5 separate regions of the Mus musculus genome follow, and regions 1, 2, 3 and 4 are each linked to region 5. Evidence: chromatin contacts called from public Hi-C and promoter capture Hi-C data. All regions are on one chromosome and are shown on one strand. The core of a region is the stretch at or near the end of the contact, and the rest is flanking DNA. Distances in the headings are between cores, read along the strand shown. Region 1 overlaps Cdkl4 (cyclin-dependent kinase-like 4). Region 2 holds the start of Cdkl4 (cyclin-dependent kinase-like 4). Region 3 overlaps Atl2 (atlastin GTPase 2). Region 4 overlaps Atl2 (atlastin GTPase 2). Region 5 holds the start of Gemin6 (gem nuclear organelle associated protein 6).

Region 1 (2,910 bases), core at 166-2,665, 340 kb before region 5:
TTGTGGGTGGGACCATCTCTGGGCTGGTGGTCTTGGTACTATAAGAGAGCAGGCTGAGCAAGCCAGGGGAAGCAAGCCAGTAAAGAACATCCCTCCATGGCCTCTGCATCAGCTCCTGCTTCCTGACCTGCTTGAGTTCCAGTCCTGACTTCCTTTGGTGATGAACAGCAGTATGGAAGTGTAAGCTGAATAAACCCTTTCCTCCCCAATTTGCTTCTTGGTCATGATGTTTGTGCAGGAATAGAAACCCTGACTAAGACAGCCATGAATTAACTCAGAGGCAGGGCAGGCAGTGTGGTGATTTCAGATGTGCAGTGTGGAACCCAGAAGACCGATTGTAATTCTGCACTTGCTTCACTGCGTTTCAATTTTCTTACCTGTACAACTGGATCAAGCAGCCCTAGCATACTATATGTAAATAAGCACTGCTGTTTCAGGGTGAGCTCCTACAGTTATTAGATTATACATACAAGATTCCACTGGGTAAAGAGGTGGACTTTCTGAGGCTCATTACAAACTTTTATAATGTTAATTCCTACCCTGATTTGATTAATCATTTTGGTATTATTTCTCATCGAATGTTTAATCTAGCCACAATTATAAACATAAAACAGTGCAAAAAAATAATAAAAATGAGATCTAGTATTTTCTAAGAAGTCCTGTGGATATGGAACGACTGCAGGGAAATTAGAAAATTTGACCTTTTTGTTGTATTATAATTTGTTTGTTTAGGGGTGGTCTAAGAATTGGTCACCCTAATACAAATAAAAGCTAAGAACAAGAGTGCCTTGCCAGGTGGTGGCAGTGCACAGGAGGCAGAGGCAGGTGGAGGTCTGAGTTCAAGGCCAGTCTGGTCTACAGAGCAAGTTTCAGGACAACTAGGGCTACACAGAGAAACTGTCTCAAAAAACCAAATAAACAAAATGAAAGAAAGAGAGAGAGAAAGAAAGAAAGAAAGAAAGAAAGAAAGAAAGAGAGAAAGAGAGAAAGAAAAGAAAGAGAAAGAGAGAAGAAAGAGAAAGGATAACCGTGCCTTGACCAGCAGGATGGAACAGATTATAAAGGCACTTGCCAGGCAAGTTTTACAACCTTGGTCACATCCTCAGGACCACGTGGTAAGAAAGGACCGGTACACACAAGCTGTCCTCTGACTACCACACTCTAGCTGTCACACACACACACACACACACACACACACACAATCTCACATCCGTTCCAAATTTACCGCCTTCTACACAGACATATACACCTCAGATTTATATCATATCCATACACATCTCATATATCTCATATACACAACAACAACAACAACAACAACCAGAATAAATGGAATCCAAACATTTTAAGGAAATAGTGTCCTGAGAAAAGCCGCCTTGTTCAGCGACCATGGTTTTCCCTCTCCTCTCCACCAGGTGGGGACGTTGAGCTTTGTAGTCTGCCTTGTTGCGCAATTCTTCCCCTTCACGGTGGGGTTCCGGTGAGCTAGCTAAGAAGGCAAACACCTTCCTTATTCAAGGGTATGAAAGTCCAGCCCCCTTAGCTGCATTTTACAGCCCTGTATTTTAATCATTTACTCCAGGTAATAAAAACAATAAATCGGACAAGGCTTGGTTGTGTTAACTAAATGTGGTCAGCACAGAGCCACTGTCAGAAATGACCCCAGAAGACTAGAGAGCTGTGCTAACAAAATACCATTGAGAGTTCACTTCTACTGCACACAAAAAAGCAAACATTAAAGTGTGGAAATAAACCTTGGGCCACCCAGGCAAACCATCCTGTATCCGCTTGATTAAGAAAAGTCGTTCTTATTTTCCAGGTGCAACGCTGAACTTCAAGTCGACCGGTACACTAAAATTAAGTCGCTGTAACTAAAATGGAAAAGTATGAAAAGCTAGCTAAGATCGGAGAAGGGTCTTATGGCGTTGTATTCAAGTGCAGAAACAAATCTTCTGGACAAGTAGTAGCGATCAAAAAATTCGTGGAATCTGAAGATGATCGTGTCGTTAGGAAAATAGCCCTGCGGGAAATCCGTATGCTGAAGGTAGGTCCGTCCCGCTCTGCAGGCGGCATCTGCACTCTGAAGATGCTGCGTGAGGCAGGCACACTAAAACGAGTGAGAAGAGACAGGGTTTCTCTGTGCAGCCGTGGCTGTCCTGGAACTCACTCTGTAGAGCAGGCTGGCCTCGAACTCAGAAATCCGCCTGCCTCTGCCCCCCAAGTGCTGGGATTAAAGGCGTGCGCCACCACTGCCAGGCGACAAGTCCGACTTAACTCCTGGGGTTCAGCCACTTTGGGAAGCATTGTTGGACTTTGGCTTCTGACTTTAACTGGATGTGTGAGTAGGGGGTTAAAACATGGAAGCATTGGCCTTCAGTACACCACATCCTGATTTGGAAACATCCACCCAAGTGTCCTGACCCCACTATTTACCAGATGCCTGCCTTGTCTTCTGGACATTGCCCCCACACACTTTTCCAACCAACCAGCAGAACTACAGGAGCACTTCCCTTCCCGGCAGAGAGGGGGCCCCCAGTACCGGTGGAGGTATCAACAGGACCTGCCTGTGCCTAAGAATCACCCAGCCACCTTCATGGTTTTTACATTGTTTCCTTTTGTTGCCATTGTCTTTGATGGAACTCCATGTAGAAGTTTCATGTGTTCCCAATGGAAATGTTTGCCCAGCCTAAAAATCCTTACATTTTTTAAAAGAACTTTCAGGCCTGGGGTGTGCTTCTCCAATGCGAACATCCGTGGAACCCCTAAATCTACTGAAATACAGAGTTTAGAGGTAGAGGGATCTGGGATGGGTTCCAAAGTGTCTCATTTTTAACAAGCTCCCAGGGGTGGAGACACCACTAATGGGTGAACACACGTTCATTAGCAAGACCCTACAGTTTGAAGAGCACACAG
Region 2 (2,700 bases), core at 9-2,508, 350 kb before region 5:
ATGCAGTAGAGCTTTGAGTGTGTGGACAAGGACCTGGCACAGAACCAAAGTGGGCCGGTGAAGAGTCTCTGTGTAGATGAGTAGCTTGGAGAAATGGGGAGCGAATGGGGAGCATTCACAACTGTGGAGACAGGAGACTCAAGTTCAGAGTCTTGGCTACGTAGCAAGTCCCAGGTCAGCCTAGGCAACATGAGATCCTATCTCACAAAAGGTGGAGAGGAGCCAGTCCTTGTGATCTTTAATCCCAGCACTTGGGAAGCAAAGGCTAGCAAATCCCTGAGTTTGAGGCCAGCCTTTTGTACATAGCAAGTTCAAGGACAACCACCAGGACTGCATAGAGACCTTGTCAGACTGGGGAGACAGTGGATAGAGATCTCCATGCAAGTGGAAAGACTTGAGTTTAAGTCCCTAGAATCCCTGTGAGCTGGATGGACTCCATCTGTAACACCAATGCTCTTGGGGCAAGATGGAGAGACAGGAGAATCTTTCCAAAAGTCACAGGCCAGCCCCCCTGTCATACACAAAAGAGGACAAAGACCCTGTCTCAAGGTGAGAAGCACGCACCACACACACACACACACACACAGAGTCCAGTAAAGATGGAATTAGGCCAACATGTTTGTATGTACATAAAGTGGACTACTGGTGCACCTGATGAGAAATGTTTTCTAGCATACAGGCAGAAATTATATAAAAATGGGTAAATGTGAATTCTGGTCTTGAATGAGTGAGGTAAATGTGCTTCCAGATTTCATTCCGTTTAAAATGTGATCCTTGAGCATATTCCTGAGGAAATGAGGAGGTGAGGTACAGGAGGAAAGGAGACACCTACTAAGAAGGGAAGATCAGACAATACATACATACATACATACATACATACATACATACATAGCATATGGTACGTGTGTGTGTGTGTGCGCGCGTGTGTGTGCGTGCGCGCGCATGCGCGCGCCTTGGAGTTCAGTTTATTCTGTGGGTAACGACTGAAATTAACATGTTTGTTAACATGTTTGTCTCGATGCCACATTCAATGATATCTGCCTTGCTTTCTTCCCCACTGGGTGACAACCCCCCCCACCCCCGCCCTACTCTGAATCTGCCCAGGGTCTCTGGAGCAGCGTCTCGCTGAGTTACAAAAATGGCGTTAATGAGCCACGGCTGACTCTAAACAGCTCAAGGAATAAGGTAAGAGCTATGGGTGATGGATGGAAGGTAACCCTGCCAGGGAACGAATCGAATAGAGAGAGCGAGCAAGTTGTGTGGAAGCTGCGCAGCCTGCGCGTCCTGGTTGCCCTGGAGACACCGCAGAGGCTCGGTCTCTCGGGAGTTCTGTGGTGGCAGCAGACTGCGCGGGCTGGGGCTCCCCGAAGCTGAACACCATTGTGTCACCGTCGCCGGAGGCTGTGCCGTGTAAGTGCAGGTTCCCTGGCGGGGGAAGGCGGAGAGCAGGGTCTGCGGGGCTCGGGAGGGCGGGGGTGAGGGGGCGCACCCGCGGAAGAACGGGCCACCCGTGGTCTCGTGGGCCGTGGGGGTGCCAGAGAGGGACAGGGACGCACCTGTGCATCTAGACACCTCTTGTGGCCTGGACGCAGGGGAAAGTGAAGGCTCAGAGGCTTGGAAATGAAGTGAGTTTTTGCCAAACTTCCAGGTCTTTTTGTCACACGCCTGAAGCGTGGGGACATAAAGAAAATGAGTTGTATAGATTGTGTAAATGACGTGGTGGGCTTAGTTTGTGAGAATCTAACGAGATCGATTTCGTTGACGGGAACACCTTCGTGCACAGGTGTGTGCTTTTAAATTGTAACTCGCAAAGACAAGTCTGAATGATCCGTAGAATCCATTTTCCGATCAAGTTTATTAAACATAATGCATGTTTGGTTTTATTGGAAACAGTTAACTACAAACTGTGGGTGGCATCCTCAGTGAGCTTCCCGGCTCTGAAACTGTCTCTGCCCCTCCACATTTCTAAAGCCAGGGATTGGTGGTGGTTGGTTTTTGGTTTCCTGGGACCTCTTAGGTTAGGGGAGTTCTTTGTCCACCCTTCCTCGCCCTCTGTCTTGATTTTGTTTGCCTTTGTATTCCTTGTACTTCTTCAGCCCCCAGGACTTAGTTTGTGAAACAGTCTTGAAAACTAACCGAGTGTTCTTTTCTCCTGTGTACTTTATTTTGTAAATCATTAATAGTGAGGAAATTCCGTAGCAACTTTCTAAGGAATTTTTTTTTTCCATTTTTTATTAGGTATTTAACTCATTTACATTTCCAATGCTATACCAAAAGTCCCCCATATCCACCCACCCCTAAGGAATTTTAAAATCCCGCTATTACACTTAAACTCAGCCCCTGTCTGTGGGTCTTAAAATCACTGGTGACCCCCAGCCTGCTTTTGTCCTTGGCCTTTGTAGATAGAACTCTATTAACTCAGGGTCAAATACTTATAAATTCTGAAGTTAAGAAGGTACACCACTTGAAGCTAAAGGTGACTGATAACTATGGCAAATATTTTCAACCCACAGCTATATTCATTTAATCTTGCCCAAACACAGTGGTAATAATAATCAACATATTCTTGCAGGTTTTGCTTTTAAAAAGAAAATTAGAAAATGAAAGTATAATAAGGCAATGCAAGCCTGGCGTGATGAATGGTGGTGTGAGGGAGGTGGGGCTGGGGTGGGCACCGTTAGAGTCAGCTGTGGAGAGAAG
Region 3 (2,840 bases), core at 224-2,723, 360 kb after region 5:
TCCTTTGTCAGTCACATCATCCCCCACTGCTCTTGTCTTCAATATCTCTCTGCCCCTAATTTGGGTTTTATAATTTGTTTTGGATTAGATTCAAGTTTATTAGAAATTTCTAAAACAAAGAAATATTTTCTTTTGAGATGCTTTAAATTGAGAATAATATGTAGACTTTAAAGTGTAGGCATCTTGACATGGCAATTAGTCATTGACATCACATATTTAGTATTCTAGACCAATTATGTTGTGGTATATTAACAGTATTTATAAATATTATTTATGGTAGTGGGCATTGAATGTAAGACTTGTGTATAGGTGAGTACTTTCCCACTGCACTGTACCCCAGCTCCATACTGTATAGTTATAGTAGTTGTAGCTCTGTGGCTTGAGTTATAAGATAGCCCTGCCCCCTCCCTGCTTTTCCTGGTGATGAGGACCAAACCCAGCGCCTTGGGCTTCTTAGGTAGAGGTTTCATTACAGAAATACAGACAGTGTTATGGACTGCCATGCTCCTGTAGACCTGTGGTCTCGTTTTATCTATTTCTTTGTGTATGTGTTTCTTGGACTGTTTTAAAGCAGTTGCCAGGAAGATGCATATTTTTCACCATAAATATTTAGACATCTAGTAGCTAAAGACTCAGTTCTATTTTTTGTGCACAAAAAAGTGTCATTTTGTGTGCTTTTCCTGTTTTTTCTTTTCCTCCTTAACTTTCCTTCCCTTTTCCTTTTCCTCTTTCTTTCTTTCTTTCTTTCTTTCTTTCTTTCTTTCTTTCTTTCTTTCTTTCTTTCTTTCTTTCTTTCTTTCCCTCCCTCCCTCCCTCCCTCCCTCCCTCCCTCCCTCCCTCCCTCCCTCCCCTCTTCCCCCTCCCTCCCTCCTTACTTCCCTCCCTCCCTCCCTCCTCCCCCCCTCTCTCTTTCTTTCTTTCTTTTGTCGTTTTTATTTGCTTGTTTGTTTTCTAGAGAGAGAAAAGCCATGGAGTTGGATATCGGGTGGTGGAGAAGCTCTGGGAGGAAATTTGGCAGAGAAACCCTGTTCAGAATAAATATAGTGTATGAAAACATATCTTAAATAAAAGAAAAATGTTTATATCCATTTAACATTATTGCATAAGGAGTCCAGATATCTGTTTGTTTCATTAAAAACCACCCCCTACCCCTTACCCCTTAAACCAGTTTGCTTGAATCGGGTTCCAAACAAGTTCTAGGAGACAGTCCCAGCAGTGGGAGGTGTTTTTGTATACACTGTTCTAGGCGAGGGTCACTGTCCTGCCTGCTGTCTGGGACGTGGTTTTACTCTTCTATACAACAAGATATTAAAGTAGCTTCCATATTTTATCATCTTTAAACACAGAAAAGCTTGCCAGAAGAGGAGGAGTAGGCGCACATAAGCCCATTTACCTAGATGGCCAGGTTAAGTGGAGGCTGCGATCTGTGTGACAAAGGCTGATTGGAGGAGACTGCTCCTAGCACTCTGCACAGGACTGTTTGCATAATGCTAGACTGGGTGTTCTCTCTCTGGGTGTTGGCTTCTTCTCCTTTATGAGCTATGAAATGGGTGAGTTGTGTTTGTTTTACATTTCTCTTTGATTTTTAACAGGATTCTCAAAGCTGGATTGGTGGAAACAATGAACCCTTGACTGGCTTTACGTGGCGAGGTGGTTGCGAAAGAGAAACAACAGGCATACAAGTTTGGAATGAAGTGTTTGTGATTGACAGACCTAATGGAACAAAAGTAAAATTCTACTTATACTTTGCTATTTTCTCCTGTATTCTTTTCTTGAGCAATTTTCTGGTATTAAAATTTAAAAGAACACAAAACTATTAATGATTAATATGTTAAAATGTACAATGGTATGTAAATACTTTTCTTGACTTAATTACTGCTTTGAACTTTATTAATGTATGATTTTTGTAGGCATTTTTGGTGATTCTTTTACTAAGTATTTTAAATTTAACGAATTCCTAGGTGGCTGTGCTGCTAATGGATACCCAGGGTGCCTTTGATAGCCAGTCAACCATTAAAGACTGTGCGACAGTGTTTGCTCTGAGCACTATGACCAGCTCTGTGCAGGTGAGCGTGCGTGTTGTCAGTTCATAAAATCCTACCTTTGTGCAGCCACCGAGGAAGAGACTTGATGGAAGGAAAATGGATTAGACGATAGAGCTGGCTGCATTTCTTCTTACTTAGATACTAAGCTGTAAGATGATAGACTTTGCCTTAGATGTAAAGGATGAAGTTACGTCAGAGCCACCCCTGCTTTCATCGCAGAACAGCCTTTTCATTAGTTCTCTGAGGATTTCATCCCAACTCTCCCAGACCCACCCCTCTCCTACCCACCCAGCTTTGTGCTCTGAGTTTTCCTTTTTCTCAGGTAACTGTTTTCATACAGTATTCTTGATCCTGTTTTCTCGATCCCCTACTTCCTACCCACTGTGTCCTCATTTTTAAAACACCAAGTGCTGCTGGGGTGTGTGGTGCACCCGTGCACATTCAGGCAAACGTTCCTACTCCTAAGATCAAAAGTAAGAAAGTTTTAGGGGAAAGTTATTGAATAATGTTGGTAATTAAAATCAATCACATGATTGCTTAACCAAAAACAAAACAAAGATACTAAATAATTAAACAGCTACCTAGTTTTCTATTTGGTTTCTCTGATAGTTCTTGATTATTTGAACTAAAAATCCCCATAATTAATTAATGTTTTATTGAGACAGGGTTTCTCCGTGTAGCCATGGCTGCCCTGGACCTCATACTGTAGACCAGGCTGTCCTTAAGCTTAGAGATCTGTCTGCCTCTGCTGCCTGAGTGCAGGGATTAAAGGCGTGTGCTGCCACCATCACTCAG
Region 4 (2,968 bases), core at 31-2,530, 380 kb after region 5:
AGAGAGAGAGAGAGAGAGAGAGAGAGAGAGAGAGAATGAATATGTGTGTGTTTGCGTGTGGGCTATATATGTAAAGCTACCATTTTTCCAGTACTTATAACCTCCTTTACAGAGACCTATTAAATCGCTCCTATTTGGTTTTTAAGAGAATTCAGATGTTGAGTTGCATGCATGAAGGTCTGAGTTTGCTTTGATTGGCACACTTCCCTCCCACTCTGACCCAGTCCTACTTTATATGGATTGTATTTGTTTCCGTCTGTGGTAAGCAGCTGCCTTCTCATCTGTTCCTACACAGAACGAATCCATCCGAACAGTCTCTCTTTCTCTGACCACTTTGTTTTATGAATGCTGTAAATTGTTTTTATGAATGAAAAATAAAAAGTTTGTTGTATACTAGCAAGTGTTCTGAAATTAAAAACTTACACAGTTTAAAACTCCCCCTCCTTTTTTTTTCTTTTTAAAAGTAAAGTCTAGACCACTGGGCGCTGTAGTGTTTCTTGCTAAAATGGTGGTTTTCCTCTAGAAGTATCTTCAGGACTCCAAGGAAGACTTTAGTTTCGTCTGGAAGGCCCTGGCCATTGTTAGGTAGAGGCAGAGCAACCAGAACAACAGAAGGGGCCAGGGACAAATACCAAAATAACACTGGAATGGGTGCATTTTCTGTGCTACAGTTTTGGGTAATGATACAAAATAGGTTTTTCCTTTCTTTTAGAGATGAAAGGTTTTTCTCAGTGACAGAATTTATCTTTTTAAGACACATCTTGCGAAAGGAACAACCTTTGGGGCTCTGATGGTGAGTCTCATCTTTCATGAGTATAGATTGCTAGTCATCTTTGCTTCTGTAAACAACTTATTTATAAAATTAAATTGTGTTATCTCACTCATGAGGTTTTTTGCTTTCTTTTTAATGATGTATTTGTGTATCTGAATGTGGGTATGTGCACCTGAGTGTAGATGCCCACAGAGTCCAGAAGAGGGCATCTGGTCCCTCTGAACTGGAGTGGTTGTGAGTTGCCCAGGATGGGTGCTGGGAAGAGAACTTGGATCCTCTGAAGAGCAGCAAGTGCTCCTAACTGCAGTGTATAGTTTCAAACACTGAGCAGGGGCTTATTTTGCTTGCGGAATTGAACCACGCAGGCTAGAGACTTCACTTCTGGCATGACTGCTTTTTTAAAAGTTTAATTTTAGTTAAGGACCTTTCAAGAAACACCTTTAAAGAGGGTGTTTGATCTTGGTTCCTGTACAAATACCTATAATGGGGCTCGGGAGATGACTTAGTGCTTGCTGTGTAAGCATTAGGGGTAGAGTCTGAATCCTCAGAACCTACCAAAAGCTGGAATCCCAGGGCTCCTATGGCAAGATGGGGAGCAGAGACAGGTGAAGGCCCGGAAGTTCAGGCCAGATAGCCTGGCAGATGCAATGGTATACAACAGTAGTATACAACCCCAAGGTAGAAGGCAAGAACCCATACTGAAGTTGTTGTCTGACTGCTCCACACCAGGGCCTGCATGTCAGCATTCACACATGGATGTTCTCTCTCTCTCTCTCTCTCTCTCTCTCTCTCTCTCTCTCTCTCTCTCTCTCTCTCTCTCTCTCTCTCTCTCTCGCTTTCTCTCTCCCTCTCCCTCCCTCCCTCCCCCTCCCCATGTGTCACTTTTCTCCCCATCTCCCAAGTGGCCTTTTAGATACAGATCTGGTTTTAGCCAGGTAAGTAAGAAGGCAATTTTGATTGGCTGCTTAGGGCAGTGTGCCTCTATCACACACTTAGACTTTGGCTTGAAAATTAACAGTCTGAGTCCTTTCCTGCTAACCCAAGTGAGTTTATATGTGCATATTGATTGTCCATTCCTGGGATGACGAAACTCATCTTGGGAAGAATTGGCAGCTGTGTTCTGCCAGCCATCTTTGTTTCCCCTTGGGAGTACCTTATACATCAAATTACTGTCTTGTTTGAATTCTGTCTTTAGCCTCTGTCCATATCAGATAACTTCCAGGGAGTTTTTCAAAAGTTAATTTGTAATCAAAGCCAAATTGGAGCCAAATCTGAATCAGGGCAGAATTACTGCCTTATTGACTTTACTCTGATACTGGGCCCTAGGAACTTCTTTGGATATATATATATATATATATATATTACTGGATTTAGGCAGAGAAACTGTCCTTAACATATTGCAACAAAATACCTATGTTCTTTCTGCAGAGTGACTTCAGGAGCTCCTCAAAGATCTAGATCAGAAGTCACCAAAGATTTTTCTAAAAAAAGGTTTGGAGAAGGAGTAACATATTACTAGTTCAATAAACTATTTCCACAAGGTTCATGAAATTGAAGGAGATTCCATCAAAAACAAAAAGTTTCAGCATGGCGTGGTGCCACACACATTTTCTTAGAGCTCTTGAAGGCACAGGCGGAAGCAGGAGCATCTCTGAGTACTAGGCCAGCACTCAAGGCTTAAGGCAGGAAAATAGAAAATTCAAGACAAGCCTGGGCTACAAAGTGGCACCCTGTGTTTAAAAAGGGGGGGAAAAACCATGTCTGAAGCTTGAGATACAGAGGAGTAACCATCTTGGGTTAGATATATGCTGTTGGGCCACATTCCCAAAGACTGCCAGTACCAAAGCAAAGTGTGTGTGTGTGTGTGTGTGTGTGTGTGTGTGTGTGTGTTGGGGTTCATCTTATGTCTATGGGTGCTTTGTTGGCATATATGTCTGTGTCACCTGCTTCACTGGATTTTATTTGACATGAAAATAGGATTAGGCTATATATGGTAGATTTTCTTTCTCCTTGTTCTTGTTTTTTAAAAGTCGTGACAGAGTCTCATTATGTAGCCCTTGGCCAGCTTGGAATTAATTCACTGTGTTAGACTGTGCTGGCTGTGGACTCAAGACCCACCTACATCTATCTCCCTCCTGGGAGTGCTGGGACTAAAGGCAGGCACCACCACCACTTTGGGAGCTTTCCATTTTCGAG
Region 5 (2,728 bases), core at 188-2,687:
GTTAGGCTCAAAAGCAATTATTATGTGTGAATGACCAGTCTTTGATTGATCTGCCTTCTCAGCTTGGATATCCGGGGCCAGTACATAGGATTGTCATTTCACAAAATTAAGTTGCATACTCACTTGGCAGAGACTGGATCTGTGGTTAGAAGCCATCCTTTATACTCCTTCTCACAGGCTATCACTCTCACTTCTTTATAAACGTAATCTTCCCATTCTAAGGGGCTTTTCTTCATCCATTCGCTCATGGTTACCAGTTGCCCAGATCTAGAACCATTATCAATTTGGGTTAATCACTATGGATATTCCACACAAGCAAATGTCTTTTTTTAAAAATATTTTTAAAGATTCATTTATTTATTATATGTAAGTACACTGTAGCTGTCTTCAGACAATCCAGAAGAGGGAGTCAGATCTTTTTACGGATGGTTGTGAGCCACCATGTGGTTGCTGGGATTTGAACTCTGAACCTTTGGAATAGCAGTCAGTGCTCTTACCCACTGAGCCATCTCACCAGCCCAAGCAAATGTCTTAATGATCGCCATTCTGTAGGCAGTCTGTAATTTGCCTGAAAATAACGAGTTTCTTAATGCAAGTAAGCACTGATACATAGAGCCAGTCTTAACTCACACCTACAGTCCCTACCTACTAGTAGTGCTGAGACCAGCCTGGTAACATAGTGTGCCGTCTCAGATCTCAGAAGAACAAGCAAAACGCCCATCTGGGGTATAAGAAACTGATACTATCTTTGGAGAATTCTTGAGAATGTTTTGTTTAGTATATCTGGGAAGGGGTATTTATAATTCAGACTGATGGTAATAGTGAATGGCCACAGGTACAATTCTTAAAACTCCTGTGGCATGTCTAGTCCCACCCTCTGCTCCCAATTCCGGATACCGCTTTCAACCTGGCTTTGAACCTGGCCCGTAGATAACTCAAACTCTTCGGGGCTGGAGAGATGGCTCAGCGGTTAAGAGCACCGACTGGGAGGTCAATTCCCAGCAACCACATGGTAGCTCAAAACCATCGGTAATGGAATCCGATGTCCTCTTCTGGTGTGTCTGAAGAAAGCAGTGGTGTGCTCATATACAATAAAGAAATCTTTTTTAGAAAAAAGAAGAAGCAGCCACTTCCGTTCCGCTTTCCTTAGATAAAAGGATTTCGCCCTAAACCCCTGACAGACATAACTGATGCGGAGTTCTCGGATTCCCACCTACTCTTTCTAGATGACTCTCCACGGGCTTTGCGCCAATTTTCTCGTAAAGCGCTGAGGACCCGTTAGCGAAGCTCTAGAGCTCCAACACCAGGTCCTGTCCAGAGGCCGCCATACCCAGAACTCTGCACGACTCAGGGAAACGCCGCAGAGACCCTGGCTATATTTCTACTTAGCTCACACGCCGCCGAGCGGGCTTGAGTCGGCCCGCCTGAGCCCAGCATGCTTTGCTCCTGACGTCATTTCCTTCCCCCAGAATCCTCCATCCTGTAGTCCTTTGCCTCCGTTCTTGCACTGCAGGTTGTGTCCAAGGGAACTTGAGTTCTCCTGGCCACCGTGAACGTCTCAAGAAATCTTTGTAAGAGGAAAATGTTCGTACCTCAAAGCTTTTTAAGTGGGGTATGAAAATGCGATTTTGCCCTGAATTCAACACAAAGCTCTCTGGGTAAACCTTAAGGCTCTAAAAGCCGAGGTGAATGGCATGAATTCTGGTCTAGCTCGTTTTGGAGCCGGTTAAAATGCGTGCACCTTTGGGGACGTGTTCTCAGTAAATCTCAAGAACAGTGGTGAAGTTGGGAAGATCAGCACTGGATTTTTTTTTTTTTTTTTTTTTCGAGACAGGGTTTCTCTGTGTAGCCCTAGCTGTCCTGGAACTCACTCTGTAGACTTCGCCTGCCTCTGCCTCCCAAGCAGCACTGGATTATGTTGTTTCTGCTTCAGATTTCTGGGCACGTAGCTGACTGGGCTCTGACATACTGCAGAATCTTCGAGACTGTGATACTGAAAAGTGGTGCAAGGCAGTAAATGCTAAGATTCTGCCTATACTGAAAAGAGAAAAAAACAACCCTCTCCCCCGCCAAGACAACAACTACAACAAAAAAACCCACCAAGGGCGATGAACAAAAACTGAGCTATAAAATTGTCAAGCCAGAGGTGGGCGTGGTGGCGCACGCCTTTAATCCCAGCACTCGGGAGGCAGAGGCAGGCGAATTTCTGAGTTCGAGGCCAGCCTGGTCTATAAAGTGAGTTCCAGGACAGCCTGAGCTACACAGAGAAACCCTGTCTCAAAAAAAAAAAAAAAAAAAAAAAAAAGATTGTCAAGCCAAGCAGCAGAAACATTAAATATGAATCGGTTTTTTAAAATTACTACTTGAAATTCCATATCAAATAATCCTTCCCAAAACCTTCATTTATTGAATGATTGACTTCATATTAATGAGATTTCATGGATTAAGTTAGAGTTTATCAGTTAAAACCCTCTATAAAGCTACAAGAGCTAATGTAAATTCCAAGTTATTAAGAGTGTGGGAGAAAATGTTTGACCTTTAAAACTACAGAATAAAAATCTACAACTGATTTGTGACAACTGTTCAGTTGCATTTTAAGTTTCATTCTTTACTGCAAACCTGTTTGGCTTATGTTTTCTTCCCCTTTTGAAACAAGGACATGTCCCTACTCTGTCCAAATTATCAGAAATTTAAGTTGCATTTGGGCCACATGTGGTGCATAGGACTT

What was found. Promoter capture Hi-C pulls out the DNA fragments that hold promoters and counts their contacts. Hi-C and Micro-C count contacts between places; a contact is called where the count stands out from the background.
Region 1: a Hi-C map of B cells shows a contact between it and region 5, with 20 read pairs. The contact joins the enhancer-like site here to the promoter of Gemin6 in region 5. A contact is called at or near these places in 14 of 39 promoter capture datasets (3T3-L1-derived adipocytes, the C10 cell line, the HPC-7 cell line and 8 more), 1 of 15 datasets of contacts at CTCF or cohesin (large pre-B cells), 25 of 484 Hi-C or Micro-C datasets (B cells, the Ba/F3 cell line, CD8 T cells and 14 more), 14 of 115 datasets of contacts at active chromatin or transcription factors (the HPC-7 cell line, T-cell acute lymphoblastic leukemia, bone marrow-derived macrophages and 5 more) and 4 of 9 other capture datasets (adipose tissue, embryonic stem cells, liver and 1 more).
Region 2: a contact with region 5 is called in a Hi-C map of CD8 T cells, with 6 times the contacts expected there. The contact joins the promoter of Cdkl4 here to the promoter of Gemin6 in region 5. A contact is called at or near these places in 9 of 39 promoter capture datasets (the 3T3-L1 cell line, 3T3-L1-derived adipocytes, the C10 cell line and 5 more), 15 of 484 Hi-C or Micro-C datasets (the Ba/F3 cell line, CD8 T cells, the G1E-ER4 cell line and 7 more), 8 of 115 datasets of contacts at active chromatin or transcription factors (the HPC-7 cell line, bone marrow-derived macrophages, effector CD8 T cells and 3 more) and 4 of 9 other capture datasets (adipose tissue, embryonic stem cells, liver and 1 more).
Region 3: a promoter capture Hi-C map of liver shows a contact between it and region 5, with 2.6 times the contacts expected there. The contact joins the enhancer-like site here to the promoter of Gemin6 in region 5. A contact is called at or near these places in 9 of 39 promoter capture datasets (the 3T3-L1 cell line, 3T3-L1-derived adipocytes, the C10 cell line and 5 more) and 2 of 9 other capture datasets (liver and pancreatic islet).
Region 4: a contact with region 5 is called in a promoter capture Hi-C map of 3T3-L1-derived adipocytes, with 2.7 times the contacts expected there. The contact joins the enhancer-like site here to the promoter of Gemin6 in region 5. A contact is called at or near these places in 10 of 39 promoter capture datasets (3T3-L1-derived adipocytes, the C10 cell line, the HPC-7 cell line and 6 more), 1 of 115 datasets of contacts at active chromatin or transcription factors (embryonic stem cells) and 3 of 9 other capture datasets (adipose tissue, liver and pancreatic islet).

Annotation. Positions count from the first base shown.
Region 1 is chr17:80,559,481-80,562,390 of GRCm38.p6, reverse strand. It overlaps Cdkl4 (cyclin-dependent kinase-like 4), which reads left to right. Exons shown (of 10, transcript NM_001360143.1): 2 at 1,817-2,041. The coding sequence starts at 1,874. Among named protein-coding and RNA genes, the nearest start is that of Cdkl4, 17 kb to the left of the region's middle. Within about 2 kb of position 1,415, at least 36 of the 459 cell types and tissues checked have an H3K27ac peak or open chromatin away from gene starts, as enhancers often do. A contact at or near this core is called in B cells, the Ba/F3 cell line, CD8 T cells and 7 more, where this site is marked.
Region 2 is chr17:80,576,042-80,578,741 of GRCm38.p6, reverse strand. It overlaps Cdkl4 (cyclin-dependent kinase-like 4), which reads left to right and starts at 1,258. Exons shown (of 10, transcript NM_001360143.1): 1 at 1,258-1,410.
Region 3 is chr17:79,863,929-79,866,768 of GRCm38.p6, reverse strand. Atl2 (atlastin GTPase 2) reads left to right here. Exons shown (of 13, transcript NM_019717.3): 3 at 1,593-1,727; 4 at 1,962-2,066. Among named protein-coding and RNA genes, the nearest start is that of Atl2, 31 kb to the left of the region's middle. Within about 2 kb of position 1,473, at least 11 of the 459 cell types and tissues checked have an H3K27ac peak or open chromatin away from gene starts, as enhancers often do. A contact at or near this core is called in liver, where this site is marked.
Region 4 is chr17:79,845,818-79,848,785 of GRCm38.p6, reverse strand. Atl2 (atlastin GTPase 2) reads left to right here. Exons shown (of 13, transcript NM_019717.3): 13 at 1-396. Among named protein-coding and RNA genes, the nearest start is that of Atl2, 49 kb to the left of the region's middle. Within about 2 kb of position 1,280, at least 4 of the 459 cell types and tissues checked have an H3K27ac peak or open chromatin away from gene starts, as enhancers often do.
Region 5 is chr17:80,223,160-80,225,887 of GRCm38.p6, reverse strand. It overlaps Gemin6 (gem nuclear organelle associated protein 6), which reads right to left and starts at 1,437. Exons shown (of 3, transcript NM_026053.4): 1 at 1,218-1,437; 2 at 124-267. The coding sequence starts at 248.